Regions from separate parts of the Danio rerio genome. Here region 1 is linked to region 2. Evidence: chromatin contacts called from public Hi-C data. All regions are on one chromosome and are shown on one strand. Each heading gives the region's core, a stretch centred on a gene start, on an enhancer-like site or on the middle of the called end of the contact. The rest is flanking DNA. Distances are from core to core; before and after follow the strand shown.

Region 1 (2,700 bases), core at 150-2,649, 270 kb after region 2:
ATTGTAAATAAATCTGTGTTTTAGAAACTAATGAAGACAGTATAAGTTGATTAACCTCACATGTTTACTGATAAAATATTTTGGAAATGTTTCTCAAAATAAAATATTTTGTGTTCAAAAGGGGGAAAAAGGTCTTTGTTTTTTACCCAGACATTTAAAAATAAAATATTTTAGAGCAGTAATTACAATACAGTGAAACCGCGACATTTTTATCCAAGTTTGTCATACCATCAGAATCTTATACCGGCCCATGTCTAGTATAGTCTTGTGCTGCACGATTTTGGAAAAATGTTACATTGCGATTATTTTATTTCTCTACAATATATATTGCGCTATAATTTCACCAGATGATTTCAATTGCTCTATTTCTCATTACTTGGGATGATTTTATCGGGGAGTGAAATCTAAATATATTTTTATGTAGTTTATTATGTACATAATAACTGGCAATGGGGTGGTGCACTGGGTAGCGCTGTCGCCTCACTGCAAGAAGGTCGCTGGTTCGAGCCTTGACTGGGTCAGTTGGCATTTTTGTGTGGAGTTTGCATGTTCTTCCTGTGTTCACGTGGGTTTCCGCCCACAAGTCCAAACAAAAACATGCGCTAAAGGGGAATTGGGTAAGCTAATAGTTGTCTGTAGTGTATGCGTGTGAATCAGTGTGTATGGATGGTATCTGCTGCGTAAAACATGCTGGATAAGTTGGTGGTTCATTCCGCTGTGGCAACCCCTAACTAATAAAGAGACTAAGTCGAAAAGAAAATGAATGAATGAATGAATAATAAAACGACAATAATAAATAAACACAATGGAGCAAATATTAAAGTGAAATAAACCATGCTCTGTGGTTTTTAATATTCTGGTACAGAAATTAAATAATCAGATGTGAAATAGCACTGTTTAGTCTTCATCATATAAATAATTAAATAAAATTAATCCATTTTAAATTTCCTCTACTAAAATGCTTACACAGTAACAGGCCTTAAAAACTCTATCATGGTTCAATTCTGCAGTGTCTTCACAATCTCCTGTGTTTTGACATGTGGTTTCTGGACATCTGTAATCCCAACTCAACTTTGCACATGTTGCGATGTGACTATTGCGGATGCACACATTGCGATATCGATGCTCAAACGATATATTGTGCAGCCCTAGTATTGTCCCAATGTTGTTTTTTCTCCCATTGAAAAGTTATTTGATCTGTAAAGTTTACTTCATGACTTATGAATAGACCTAAGTGCCCTCATCACACTCTTAACTTTTAACCTATTAAGCAAGGATCGCATCTTTACTCTTAATTTAGTCAGTCAGTTAGCAGAATTCACCCCGGGCACCTTGTCACTGGTGTTTCATGAGCTATTAACATGGAAAATTGTCAGTAATGTTGGCATGCTAAACACTTTTCCAAAACAGTGGTTGTCAATGCAGCTGTCCCGTCCCATCATTCCTAGCGCAGGGGGGTCTGTACATGCGCTCGGCTTTGGCTATTCTAGATTGATCATAAACATTCTAGCACAGGGGAGGCCGGTGGTACCAACACTATAGAGCCGTTTGAATCTATTTCTGCATGGATTGATGTGTCATCAGCTCTTTCATGCTTTTAAACTGTATCTGTGTGCTAATGCATAGTTTAGGAATTGCATAATGAGACTTTTATATTGTCTGTTTATGTAAGAGCAGTCGTTATAGTATGTAGCATGCTGTATAATATATTTTGTCTGGCTTTCAATATTATGTCAAGCATATTTGGTGGATTTATTAGGTATATAGTAAATATTGAGTGGAATTTTTATTCTCTGAAGGTCTGATAAAGTTTTCATAAAAACTAGTGTTTTGATTTTTTTATTATTGAATATCGGTGTTATTTCACCAAATATTGATTCTTTTAAATTCTAATTAAGTTAAAACATTGGTATTTGGTTGTCTAAAAATGAAAAACGTATCTTAAAAATCCACCGGGTGTCACACAGACTTAAAAATTGACGTTGAACTCCAACATCAGACTAGAGTGATGTGATCAACGTCAAGTAATGTTAGACTTCGATGTTGTATGGATGTCATATTATGACAATAAAATGATGTTGAATTTAGTTAGTTAATACCCCAGGCTAAAACCAACCACATAGAACAGGGATGGCCAACCCTGTTCCTGGAGAGCCACCTTCCTGCAGATTTTAGTTGCTACCCATATCAAACACACCTGAACCAATTAATTAGGACCTGAACACAATGTGGTAATTACCGGCAGGTGTGTTTGATATGGGTTGCAACTGAAATTTGCAGGAAGGTGGCTCTCCAGGAACAGGGTTGGCCACCCCTGACATAGAACATCAGCTGACATTGGTATTAGATGTCAGCTGACGTCAGTATTAGACAGTAAATTGACATTAAATTTTGGTCACCTGACGTTGCAACCAAAATAGAACTACAGATCAACGTCATGATGTTGTGTGCCTGCTGGCATGGCACAGCTCTATTTTATGCTAAAAAAGCTCTAAATGTCATTTTTAAATCTTATTTTTATAGAAGAAATGTTATCAGATTACAGAATAAAACAAATACTGCACACGTCTATATGGGGTATTTTATCTTTGCCATGATGACAGTAAGTAATATTTGACTAGATATTTTTCAAGACACTTCTATACAGCTTAAAGTGACATTTAAAGGCTGAACTAGGTGAATTAGGTTAACTAGTTAAGA
Region 2 (2,700 bases), core at 99-2,598:
TTATTCCACATTCAGCCACAAGATGTCCCCGTTCACCTGGTTAATACGTGCGATTCATTTACACTAGATAAAGTCGGACTTCTGTTTTGGAAATGAACATCATATGGGCTGTTTCTACATCTCTACAGAGGCACCGAGTTCAGAGGTCATCTCTCAGCGCAGGGTCAGCAGCTCCCAATGAAACTTTGCAACAAACCTTAAACATCTCAGTGGGAGTCTCGCAGAAAACATGCCAAGTACAACGAGAAGTGACACATTATATGATGTGTTGTGAGCTTGATGCTGTGCAAACAGCATCCAACCTGACACATGTCTTCTTAAGAATGCAAACATGCTCTTTTTTCCGAGATTTATGAGTCCATATCATTAAAGCACATCTGGTTGAGTTGTTATTAGTGGCGTTTGCTAAGAAGAGCATTGCTATGGCTGATGCTTAGGGCTGGATGATTGCTTCAATGTTGTATGTGCTATTAAAAGCAGTTGCGTTTACACAGGTGTCTTCATGTGCTTTTTGTAAACTGATCGGAGGCTGTAACCTTTCAACACCACCCACCAAATGTTAAGTTTCAATAAAGAATGTTATTAATAAACACTAATTTAATAAGTATGTTCTAAATTGGGTCTATTATGTGAGATATACTGTAGGATATTCGACTGATATCTATCTATCTATCTATCTATCTATCTATCTATCTATCTATCTATCTATCTATCTATCTATCTATCTATCTATCTATCTATCTATCTATCTATCTATCTATCTCTGTCTGTCTGTCTGTCTGTCTGTCTGTCTGTCTGTCTGTCTGTCTGTCTGTCTGAATTCGTTTTTTCATCCAATCATGAGCTCATTGCATTTTTTTTTTTGTTAAACTTCTACAATAACAATCAAATATGACAATCATATTTCTTATGTGTAAAGATAACACCGAGGAAAATAACTATTAACAATAACAAAAAATGTGGGTTTAAATGGGTTTTTAAAGCCATTATAATAGAGAAAAATAAATAAAGTCGACAAGGGTTTATATGTCTTTAAAGAGGTTGTCCTAATTTTTCAAAAAATGTTTTTAGTAAATTTAAGGGAATTGAAGTTGAATTCTGCAAAAAAAATAGGGAAAAAACAAGGAGATGAGTCATTTAAAACATTGCATTCAGTATAAAAAAATGTATTCAAAAAATAAAAACGTAGGATTTTCAAAGTAAAAAATGAAATCTGTAAGTGTGTGTCAAATTGGTAAACATAACTTTATGTGAATGTGGCTACGCATGTGTACATCGTGCCATATGCGTGAATTTCTTTTGAGTCTTTTCTGACTCCATATAACTCAGCCCCAAATCTCACGAGCTCACTGCATTTTCATCAGGCCACCTGTGGGCTACTTACATACTGCAACGCGAATTTGTGATTCAGGTGACTTGAGTTAAGGGAAAGAAAACAAAACAAAAACGACATTGTGGTTGCAACGTGTGATGAGTATTTAGATTTTTTACAATTCCACCATCGTTTAATCGGTTTTCTGTGAGGATTTCACTGTAATTCATTTAATTTACGTCATTACACCAGGTGGCAAAAACAAACAACTTTTTTACACTTCGAGTTTTCGAGGAATAGTCATCTTGTACAGTCCAATTAAAGGTAAGTTACGTTATGGTCCTACAGACTTGAAATCATCAATATATTTACTAGTGGAGAAGTAAAAAAGGTTGAAACCTTTTATTTGTAATTTATTTGAAAGAAAATATTATATTTGTGCATATACATTAGTTTAGTCCGTACTAAAGCCAAATCTAGAGCTTATCTAACAAAACAAACTTACGATAACGGTCTAAAAACTAGTACAACCAAATTTATGTTATAGAAAAATGTTAAATACAAATTTTAAAAACTGGAAAAAAAAAATTTAGAAACTTTGTTGAAAATTTTTATTCATTCAACCATTTTCTTTTCGGCTTAGTCCCTTTCTTAATCCTGGGTCTCCACAGCATAATGAATCGCCAACTTATCCAGCACCAGTTTTACACAGCGGATACCCTTCCAGCCTCAACCCATTACTAGGAAACACACTCATACACTCTCATTCACACACATACACTACGGACAATTTAGCTCACCCAATTCACCTGTACCGCATGTCTTTGAACTTGTGGGGGAAACCAGAGATAAAAAAAAAAAAAGTTGCTAGGGTAGTATGAAAAGTTGCTAAATCTAGCAACAAAATTGCTAAGTTGGCAACATTGACAGACAATAATGAAAAGTCTCTTTTCAGTAATGGAAACACAGACATTAACAAGTTATTATCATTGCTTCATCTTGTGTTGCTTTTAGGGCAACATTCTAGAAAGTATTTTCCCATTGTCAAAATGCAAAGTGCGAAACAACCCCTCTGGGACAGTGTCAGCTTTGACCTGCACAGACATCAATCGTGTGCTGGCCTTTTTTTAAGGGTTAGACATTTCGGTGTGTGTTTATGTTTGTGTGCACATGTGAAAGAGAGAATGCTGCGGACAGCCTTCATGAACCAATTGTGCTGCAGTCTGTAAATGACATCTCTCTAGGGAGAAGTGCTCTTAGCTCCAGGAAGTTTCCTACTCGAAGGAGGATTAATGAGGGAAGTTTGAACACTGCACAGACCCCAGACCCTTAGAAACTCTGACCGGAGTTAAACATGCCCCCTTAAACCTGATCCATGATCTCTCCTC

The links. Hi-C and Micro-C count contacts between places; a contact is called where the count stands out from the background.
Region 1: a contact with region 2 is called in a Hi-C map of hematopoietic stem cells, with 2.2 times the contacts expected there. The contact joins the enhancer-like site here to the promoter of angpt4 in region 2. A contact is called at or near these places in 3 of 18 Hi-C or Micro-C datasets (caudal fin, hematopoietic stem cells and an unstated tissue).

What each region holds. Positions count from the first base shown.
Region 1 is chr6:54,769,337-54,772,036 of GRCz12tu, forward strand. The region is part of intron 2 of LOC141386368 (a long non-coding RNA gene); the gene reads left to right. Among named protein-coding and RNA genes, the nearest start is that of abraa, 22 kb to the right of the region's middle. Within about 2 kb of position 1,400, at least 6 of the 62 cell types and tissues checked have an H3K27ac peak or open chromatin away from gene starts, as enhancers often do.
Region 2 is chr6:54,500,237-54,502,936 of GRCz12tu, forward strand. It overlaps angpt4 (angiopoietin 4), which reads left to right and starts at 1,349. Exons shown (of 11, transcript XM_005166270.6): 1 at 1,349-1,636.